Regions from separate parts of the Mus musculus genome. Here all the other regions are linked to region 2. A link is a contact called in public ChIA-PET and HiChIP or PLAC-seq data. All regions are on one chromosome and are shown on one strand. The core of a region is the stretch at or near the end of the contact, and the rest is flanking DNA. Distances in the headings are between cores, read along the strand shown.

The links. ChIA-PET counts read pairs in DNA pulled down with a chosen protein or histone mark. HiChIP or PLAC-seq counts read pairs in DNA pulled down with a chosen protein or histone mark.
Region 1: a contact with region 2 is called in an RNA polymerase II ChIA-PET map of effector CD8 T cells, with 14 read pairs. The contact joins two enhancer-like sites. A contact is called at or near these places in 1 of 15 datasets of contacts at CTCF or cohesin (the NIH/3T3 cell line), 16 of 484 Hi-C or Micro-C datasets (B cells, the G1E-ER4 cell line, Th1 cells and 8 more) and 3 of 115 datasets of contacts at active chromatin or transcription factors (astrocytes, effector CD8 T cells and memory CD8 T cells).
Region 3: an H3K4me3 HiChIP or PLAC-seq map of the 230-238 cell line shows a contact between it and region 2, with 5 times the contacts expected there. The contact joins two enhancer-like sites. A contact is called at or near these places in 9 of 484 Hi-C or Micro-C datasets (CD4 T cells, the MC3T3-E1 cell line, the P5424 cell line and 6 more) and 4 of 115 datasets of contacts at active chromatin or transcription factors (the 230-238 cell line, large pre-B cells and stem cell-derived neural progenitor cells).

What each region holds. Positions count from the first base shown.
Region 1 is chr13:91,700,486-91,703,892 of GRCm38.p6, reverse strand. Ssbp2 (single-stranded DNA binding protein 2) reads right to left here. Exons shown (of 17, transcript NM_024272.4): 17 at 1-3,227. The coding sequence ends at 3,198. 4833422C13Rik (RIKEN cDNA 4833422C13 gene) reads left to right here. Exons shown (of 2, transcript NR_015501.1): 2 at 1-2,228. Among named protein-coding and RNA genes, the nearest start is that of Gm22778, 21 kb to the left of the region's middle. Within about 2 kb of position 1,337, at least 102 of the 459 cell types and tissues checked have an H3K27ac peak or open chromatin away from gene starts, as enhancers often do. A contact at or near this core is called in B cells, Th1 cells, conventional type 1 dendritic cells and 3 more, where this site is marked.
Region 2 is chr13:91,482,903-91,486,019 of GRCm38.p6, reverse strand. The region is part of intron 1 of Ssbp2 (single-stranded DNA binding protein 2); the gene reads right to left. Among named protein-coding and RNA genes, the nearest start is that of Ssbp2, 23 kb to the right of the region's middle. Within about 2 kb of position 1,574, at least 64 of the 459 cell types and tissues checked have an H3K27ac peak or open chromatin away from gene starts, as enhancers often do. A contact at or near this core is called in the 230-238 cell line, B cells, Th1 cells and 4 more, where this site is marked.
Region 3 is chr13:91,648,259-91,651,747 of GRCm38.p6, reverse strand. The region is part of intron 5 of Ssbp2 (single-stranded DNA binding protein 2); the gene reads right to left. Among named protein-coding and RNA genes, the nearest start is that of Gm22778, 73 kb to the left of the region's middle. Within about 2 kb of position 1,602, at least 24 of the 459 cell types and tissues checked have an H3K27ac peak or open chromatin away from gene starts, as enhancers often do. A contact at or near this core is called in the 230-238 cell line and Th1 cells, where this site is marked.

The DNA.
Region 1 (3,407 bases), core at 88-2,587, 220 kb before region 2:
AGAACTGTGCAGAGTCCCTGCTGAGGACACAGCCCCAGATCAATGTGGGGAACGATGTAGGCGGCTGTGGGGCTTCACATGCCAAGATGAATTCACTTCCAAGCTGAAGAATGTTTACCTGAATGGTCCTTTCAAATGCAATGGAGTTCAGACGCCTGACAGAATCATGAAAAGAGAAATGGAACAGATTTTCTCTATTTAATTTCTGGAGGGACAGGTGTGTCTGAGCACTTTCTTTGGCTGAAGGGGAACAGAATTTTTCTCTATTTAGTTTCTGAAGGGACAGGTGTGTCTGAGCACTTTCCTTGCCTGAAGGGAGCGGAATTGATTTGTTAGTCTTTCAGAAATCAAGAAATCTTAACCTCAGACTTTTAGCTGTAAAATTCCTGTTCACTGGTAATTGAACCCAAACTGGAATGTTTTTTTTAAAAAGCGATAATTTGTCCATCAAATTATCAAAGCCTTTTTTTTTTTTTTTACACTGGGCATCTTCACAGTAAGAAAGTCAGGTGGTTAAGAACCATTCAGGACTTAAGACTGACACGAACTTTCAAACGTCGGTGCGTTAGGGAGGGCAGGGAGGGGTGACCGGATGCATGCTCACACCTGCTGCCCATTGTCACATTTTATGGGTGCATTCTATGCCCAAAATATGTGAGTACTGCTGATTTCATTATTATGGGCTGAAGTATGCAGAAAGCTAACCTCTGGCAAGCAGCATATACATCAAGAGGACATGAATGGGCCAACAGCCGTAGAATGCATGACAATGTTGGATTTCTTACCAGAAAAACAATAAATGTTAAATAATTAAGATCTACATAAAATCAATATAGTTATAATGCTTACCCTCCGGGTAACAAAAGTTATCTGGCTATAAAAATTAAGCATTCTTTTATTTTCCTGTTTGAGAACGTAGTTTTGTCTTAAAAATAATTTTTCAGTTTTTCAAGAATTTAAACATTGGAAACAGGTATTTTTTTAAACGGAGTTCCAAGAAAGAAAGGAAATGAAAACAAAAACAAAACCATTTTACTTTTTTAAAAAACAAAACAGGTTAGAAGCACACATGATGCTACTCTATCAACCACTGTTAAAATGCCATTTGTGTCATTTATATTCTAAGATTCCCAAGTAAAATTAGGCTCATGACTTCTGCGAGTGGTAGGAATCATTTGCTTCCCTTCTCAGAAGATGAATGACAGAGACGAAGGCCAGGCGAGATGGAGAGCAGATGAGGAAAGGAAGCGCTGGGAGACCGAGCCCACTGAACACAGTTCAACTCTGTACAGTCAGAGAGAAGGAAGTGGCCACTAGTGACTGGGGGGAAATGGACTTCCTGTGTGAACTGCCTGTGACAGGTTCCTGTAGCTGGCTAGTACAAGGCTGCTCTCTGGTACAGTTGTAGGCTGACGCTGTACTTTATAAAGTATGACTCATATACTGTCCTCTAGATCTGCAGTGTAAAGCTACTTCATCTTTTTTATCCTCTATGCTCCCAGCATCCCTGGAATGCCCAGCTAACATTTTCCATTTTCAGAAAGGATGAATCAATGTGGATCTGAGAGAAATCAATTGTCCAGAACCAACAGCAGGCAAACAGTGTCAACGTTTTCAGTTATGTTACAGTCCCACAGGAAAGGGAGAATCCTCGCCCCTAAGCCCGGGCAATACCCTCTAGCAGGGTAGAGATCAGTGGTTGTTTGTATCTCAGTTAGAACAGCAAGGGTTGCAGAGCTGTCTTTTCAATTATAAAATAAACTCTCTATGCTTTTCCTATTAGGATTTGGTGTTTGGATATAGGATTAAACGGAATCCCAAAGATCTGGGAAGTGTCATGCAAGCAGGGTGCTTTCATAAGGGAGATAATTAAAACTGTTTCTTTACTCCCTTCTGAACTGTCAGACACAAAATGGAGATCTAGCCAGCTGCAGTGAACATAAGCTACACAGATAATCTGCCTCCCAGTGCAAGCCCTCTGACCCAGGACAGAGCAGACAGGGCATGGAACTGCCACCTGAGAGCAGGGACAACAGAACAGACAGGTACCCATCAGTTCTGCTCCAGCAAGCAAGCTACTGGGTGGGTGAAACCAGAAACGCTGCAGAATCCTCTAGTTTCCTCATTCTCTGCTCTCTGGGCTGAAAACCTGAATCATGTCAGTGTGTCTGTCTGTTTTCAAGTGTCTGTAGAAATGATCATAGGAAATCTGAATAAACATACAACACCATTTCTCGCTGTGTCTTATTAGACATTTACTTCTAGTTCCCTGGGAGACGCTGTAAGTTCAAACAAGTGGTTTTGTTATCACTTTTGGATTTTATCGTGTTTAAGAGAGAATGTGTGCTAAAAGTATGATAACCCATGTCACTTTATTGCTACAGTTTAAGTCATTTGAGTTAGCTAATGAGTTCTGCATCATCTAAGACACACAAATCAAGAAAGAACTCAATTTAAAGCAGTTATTGCAGAAGTGTACTGTATGAAGCCCTGGCTGAGCTACTGTTGAGGGGTTTCCTTATATACAAAGCACCACACTACTTTGCACAGAAGGTAACTGGGTGCCTGGTTGGACATGAGGATGAAGTCACTGTCTCTACTTGGTACAACCTGGGGCTCACGGGCAACTTGCTTCAGACACAGTGAATGAAAGCTCTCAAATAAGCAATTTTATTCCTATCCATGATTGCAGACATTTACAAAACCATAACATCTGAGTTCACCTTAAAAAATAACTTATATAAAGCAGTGATGTACACAGCACAAAATAGTTGGGGAAGGGCAGGAGCAACCTTTAATAATTAAAGTGTAAACGTGAAAAAAAGGATGGCATAAAAGTCCTACTTACTTCTACTTAAGATGTCATGTGATACTATCTTACAATGTCCTGTGGGTCAATGCACGTATGCGTATATGTGCATACAGATCTGCATATACGATGCATTCTCTTCCCACACATACACACAGATAATCATCGCAGTTCAGTTGGGGGCAATGCTAATGTGCCGCTCCGTACAGTTGCTTGAATCACATTTGGACCCGCTTTCTTCTCAAAATAGGGGAGAGAGCAGGAACTAAAAGGTGGTCTGGTTGTCTGAGATTCCTTTGTCTAACTGTACACGACGAGTAGTTTTCTTCTGTAGTAGTTCTGTGATGGGCTGACTCACGATGGTTTTCATGAGAGACGCGGCAACGGATCACACGCTCATGGTCATGCTGGGGGAGTACTACAGGGACAGAGAGTCCAGTGTTAGCAGGGACGTCAGCAGGGTTCTCCTGACACAGAGGCAAGGGATGGATGCTAGGCTCTATGAGCAATTAAGCACACACCTTTAACTTCAGGAAAATAAGGAACTGTAACAAGCCAGCTTATATGGCTTTACTTAGTTTAAAATTTGAAATTATTT
Region 2 (3,117 bases), core at 325-2,824:
TTTAATATCAATAAGGACAGCTATGTCTAATATTCATGGATATCCTTCTGAGGGGAAGAAAGTGAAGATGACAGCCAAGAAAACAAATGCTTTCTGTAAACATTTACTGAGCAGCTACTGTTCTCCGTGCTAGGCTTGCAGCTGGAACAAAACAAGCAGGAAGTAAGAGCCCTGTTTTCAAGAACTTGAGCAAATGAAGCCAACAAATAAATAAGCATTACTATACTATTGTGTTAAATGCTATGACTGATAACGTGGGACACAGAAAGAGCTGGAGTACACTTCAGAGGATGCTCAGTTCTTCCTGGGCTAGGACATGAAGCAGAGGTCTGAGCATGGTGAGCTGTTTGAATAGGGGACTCTTCTAGACAGAAACCCAGCAAGGAAGGCAGTAACAGATACAACGAGGATGTGAAGAGACCCAAATTCACTGGTCATCAGAGATGAGAGCTGAAGTAATGATAGACAACTTGCAAATACCAGACTGAAAAAAGAGAGGTCAATACCAAACAGGCAGCCCACTTAACCATCACAGGCACCTGACACCAAGCCTCACAAAAGAGGAGTCCAAATCCTTGGACCCACATGGTGAAGGAAGAGAGCTGCCTCCCATGAGTGGTCCTCTAACCTTCACACACATGCTGTTACATGTGAAATCACACACACACATACGTGCACGCACACAAAAATAAATAAATGAATCAATCAATCAAACAAACAAACAATGTGATGAAAATATTTTCTTAAATGCCAAGAATCAATGAAAAGAAGAAGAGAGATGCTGTCTGTTATAAAACAGAGTAATACAGGTTGAGTATTCCTAGCCCAAAAATGAAATGTGCAGACGAGAGATGACTCCGCAGGTAAAGGTGTGATTTCTATCAACCATATGGCCAACAACCCCCTGTATATAACTCCAGTCGCAGCTGATCCAACACCCTCTTCTGACCTCCTCTGATACTACAGACATGTGGTATACAGACATACAGACAGACAAACCACCCATCATAAAAATAAAATAAAATAAAATAAAATAAAATAAAATAAAATAAAATAAAATGAGAGAACAATTCATCTGAAGTGCCCCAAACTGTGGGATATACTAACATATTTCCATTAACAGAAAATACCACATGTGTTTCATATGATGACTTAATGTCAAAATGCTGCTACACTAAAACTACTGCTTAAATCACCTTTTAGGTTATATGCTTAATATGAAAAATAATTAAACTTCATACTTACAAATGAGTCTCATCCCCAAATTATCTCAAATGTATATACAAATTGATAGACGTTTCAGGCAACTAAGATGGCCACTCCAAAGAACCAGATGAGAAGTCAACAAGTACAAATTATGAACTATGTACACACTGGGCATTAAAAATTCTCAGATCTGCTTCAAAATTTTCAAGTTTGTAGATGTAGGTCTGTGAAGGAGAGGCTGCCAAGGACAGGAGCAGTTAGTAAGATATAGAAGAAAACTGGCTGAGCTGCAAACAAGGAGCTTACAGAACCAATCATGAAAGTCCTTCAGAGTAGTCTCTACGTGTGTAAAGGCTTTCACTTTCCTTATCAGCTATTTTAAGGTGTTGTGAGGAAAAAAAAAACCACAAGATCTTTAGCAAGACACCATTTATATAAACATGTACACCACCATAACTTTTTTATTTTTTGTTTTGTTTTTGTTTCATTTTGTTTGATTTTGAGATGAGGTCTCAATATGCAGCCCTGGCTGCCCTGGAACTTTCTATACAGAGCAGGCTGGCCTCAAACATAACAGAGACCCACCTGCCTCTCTGCCTCCCAAAAGCTAGGACTAAAGACACATGTGTGCCACACCATACATTTTTTAAATACACAGGCATCTCTCATCAAACACCTCTATGAATGTCAATCAATAGAAGCAGCAAATGAGAATGGAAACAAGGTGAGAACATTTTAAACAAGTTAAATAAGGCAAGACCTTATACTACTAAAGCTAACAGCATGCTAGGAGCTCAATAGAAACCCTGAGCAAATGCTCATGGTCACAACTAGATCTTACTTAGAAGAAGGGCTTGTCCTACGCCACATCTTCCACCCACTAAATTACAAGACCCAGGCTGGCCAAAAAGCACTCCAGAAGTCAAACTGCAGAGAGTGGAATAGTCCAAACTCAGAAATGCTCTCAATCCAGCATGTGGGCTACCAATCCAGCATGTGGACTACCAGTCCAGCATGTGGACTACCAGTCCACACATGGATGAAAGAGGAATCAAGCCCAGAACTAGACCTGCCCCTTTGACCGTAGCAATAATCCACTGTTGTAATTTAAAGCTGAACACCCCTGCTGGAATTCAAGCTTCGTAAAATAGTATTTAGTCCCACAGTGCCACTACTCTTGGCAACCACAGAAGCAGTTAAATGCTACATAGCTTAAATACTGCCCATCACCTTCATGAGCTTCCAAAGAATGCCCTACTGTTCTTCAATATAGAAGCTCTCTTGTGCTCATGCTAGGCGTCTTTGCTTCTTTCAGATGAACACAATATTTTTAAATACCATTAGTTTCTCCAAAAAGAATTATCCTCTACCTGTCTTTTTCTATTTTTATTTGCACCCTACATTTCCTACCAGGTCAGTATTCAGAACCTTCCATGGCATGAATGAATGAACCAAGTCCCACAGCGACTGCAAGCAGTTTCCCTGATGACTTCAGCACACAGACTTTTCCTTCTTTAATTTCTTTTTCACTTACTCTGTGCACCATTCAATTAGCACCTTATTATACTAACACCTCGTTTAACCAGCATCATTGGGAAAGCAAAGTGTTCATCAGAAGTGAATTTTCCAGACAACATAAGCATTAATTTAGAAGGCAAAAAAAGTGACGTGAAAACTGTTCTCTCCATAGTTACAGACAGATCCCAGTTCAAACCAAGTCTGATCCTCTGAGCTAAGTTTCAACAAATGTCATCAGGCATCTAGAAGTTTGTCACTTCATCTTACAATGAGGGGACACAGTACCACCTTCAAAGTTGCTGGCTTACTGAAAACACATATGAAGTAGCTAGCAAGCTCCCTTTAAATTACAGCTCAAACTACTCACCCTATTATTATGCACTAAAATATAAA
Region 3 (3,489 bases), core at 353-2,852, 170 kb before region 2:
TACCTTGTATTCAGCAATCATTGCAAAAATAACTTAAAAATGCTGTATTTTGTTCTTATCTTTCTGGTATATTGATATTCTTGTGGCATTCAATTGATTTAGCAATAGTCCTTTGAAATATCCATGCAGAAAAATTAATATTTTGTTAAGAAATTGGCCCTGATAGATCTCGGGGGTAGAGTGCTTGCTTAGCATGCCTGAGGCTGTGGGCTTTACTCCCAGAAGCACGCATGAAACAACACTAAATTATACTAATATAAATATAAATTATATTACCTTATAAAATAAATATAACCCATATTTATGTGTCAATTTTTTTAAGTAATAAAGGTTTTAACATGTACGTTAATGAATTAAGCTAGTTCAACTCCTACATTAGATGCTGGGAGTTTGAAAACTGGAAGAGAGGGAGGTTGAACTTGCCTGAGGATTTCTATGGTAGCTGAGGTGAGAGGCAAGTGCAAGCACGAGCAACCTGTCGGACCCTCCCTTGAAAAAGAAAAGGTGACCAAGGCTCGAGGCACAACAGTTCTGCCATCAGCCCTCTTGACCAGTGTTTTCTAATCACAGAATAAGATTCAGCATTAAAAAACAAAACGAAACAACCACCACCATAAACTAAGAGCTCCACCCCATCTATGTTGATCCCTTGACTTTCAGGAGTATCAAGAAGTGGCAGGACAAGTGCCCTGGTCTCAGACAGCAGTCTAACTGCTGAGTGCTCCCCGGGAAACAACTGGAGTTCCAGCAGACATTGTCCTTCTATCCCAACTGCGAGGCCGAAGCAGATGCCCAACAGTTCCTCTTCTGCTCCCTGTCCATCCAGAAAATGCTACGGGGCTTTTAGTTTTCTGAATTGTAGGTTTTAAAGCCTCCTTAGTTAGTCAAGCTGAGAAGTTTAAAGTCATTCTGTGGCTGAGACCAGAAACTATCACCAGGTCTGTAGGACAGCAGTCACAAGAAGTCAGCTGCCAGCTGCCCGGCACCTCTGCATTTCAGGTGTTTTATCTTTGCAATAGAGAAGGGCTTGCTCCATTTGCAATGCTCGGGCTTTTTTTTTTTTTTCTTTAGCATTCAAAATTACATTTCTAGAACACTTATGTTTTATTTGTATGGTTTGTGTTTTGATAATTAAACAGTATTCTCTGCCTTCCATTACACAATTTTAGTGACTTTCACTCTGGGAAATACTATTTCTACTATCTGAATTTTTAACACACACACATACTCTCTCTTGTCTCTCATGTATTAGATATTATATTTTAATATTAATTACACATAGGTATTTCCAATTAATAATTAGTATTTCTAGTACCTTACTCAGTAAAACTGAGAAACAATACAGAAACTACACTTCTGGTTCATTAAAATTTAAGATAGCATGTACAACTTCTGGAGAGTGGGAAAGGGGCATCTCCAGAATTACAATATTTCTAAAGACTTGTTTCTGAAACCCATCAGGGAAGGAGGAGAGGCAGATCACTGGACGGAGGGGCATAGCAAGCCTGACATCCCGATGCAGACTAGAAACGACCTTACAAGCCTGTGCATGTCTCAGTGTGGGAGGGAGCAAGCAGCCAGTCCTGACGCTGGTGTGGCTGACTCAGGAAGACTCAAGAACAGCAGAGCACATGACACGCATCAAGGCATCTCAAAACCTCAGACTTATTCACAGGAATCCAGTAAACATTTACCTCTAAGACACTAACCCAGACATGATAGAAAATATTTCCTGGGGCTCAGAGATGGCTCAGCAGTTAAGAGCACTAACTGCTCTTCTAAAGGATCTTGGTTCAATTCCCAGAGCCCGCATGGCAGGTCGTACCTGTCTATTACTCCGGTTCCAGGATTTGACATCCTCATGCAAACATATGTGCAGGCAAAACACCAATGCACATAAAAAAATTAAGAAATGAATAAAATTATTTAAATTTTTTTCAGTTTCTGCTCTGAAATGTTTTCGTTTTTAAGCTTGCTTGCTTGCTTCCTTCCTTCTTTCCTTCCTTCTTCTTTCTTTTTTCTTTTAAAAACCTGTGTATCTTGTGGGCAGAACAAACTTTAGGTTGAAGGTTTTGTGGGTGGGTTGATGTCCCCCTCCTTCCACTGGAAGTCCTGCCTGGCTATAGGGGGTGGCTACCAGTCTCTGTATTCCCCACTGGTAGAAATCTCAGCTAGGGTCACTCCCATAGACTCCCTGTAACTCCCCCATCCCAGGTCACCAGCTGATCCCAGAGATTAAGGGAACAGCCAACCAATGACTATCCAAATTTGAGACCCATCCCATGGGAGAGAGCCAACCCCTGACACTATTAGTGATCCTCTGCTATGCAAACAGGAGCCTAGCACAACTGTCTCCTGAGAGGCTTCATCCAGCAATGAATGGAAACATGCTGAGATCCACAGCCAAACATTAGGAGGAGCTTGGGAGTCTTGTGGAAGAGTTGCAGAGAGAATTAAGGGAGAATTAAGGGAGGGTAGAGAACACCACAAGAAAACCTGCGGAGTACTCTGGGACCTTGGGGGCTCACAGAGACTAAACCACCAACCAAAGAACATGCAGGGGCTGGAACTAAGCCCCCACCCACATTTGCAGCAGATGTACAGCTTGGTCTTCATAGGGATTCCCCTAACAATTGGAGCGGGGCTGTCTTTGACTCTGATGCCTGCTTTTGGGTCCCCTTCTCCGAGCTAGACTATCTCCTTGGGCTTTAATGGGAGAAAAGGTGTTCCGTCCTGCAGGAACTAGGTACCCCGCGGTGGGGTGGTTCCCAAGGGGGGCTTCCCCTTTTCCTCAGAGAAGGGGAGGGACAAACAGGGAAAGGATTTACAAAGGTAAGACTTGGAGGAGAGGAGAGAGGGGTTGCAATTGGGACAGAATATGAATTTAAAAAGTACATTTTGGAAAAAAAAACATTCTTTTTGATTTCTTTTCAGTCTCAAGAGAAAAACAAGAGGTTTTTCTCATGTTTGATTTTTTTTCAAAGTATTGGCAATATTGCTTTACTCTGTGCTCCCACCCAGCTGGGGAGCCTTTTCTAGCCAATAACCCTGTAAAGAAATGGGAATTTTCCTACTACCTGATTTTCTTCCTACTTTTTCTTCCCCTCTCCCTCTCTCTTTTTAATTCCTTTTCATTACTACTATGCCAAAGCATTAGGTCAGTTTGCTACCATGCAGTCTGGTTAAAGACAGACTCTTTGCAACACAGATGCTAACATGGAGACACTGTCTCACGGCCACTAGATGGCAAAGCAGCATTCCCACTGCTGACCTAGTCCTGCCAGCGGCTGGAGATGCTGTGGCACTGTCCTCTAGCACAGCAGAGCTCTGTCTGATCAACTCAATCAGATTCCGGGTGAGCGCTCAGCCTGAAACTAAGTCACTCTCGCAGTACACTTGCTGTCCCCACATACTTACAACTGCAGTCTGGCAAAGCCTTACTTTTACTACCCAACGTCAATACATTATCAGTTTTAACAGTTTCTGTTA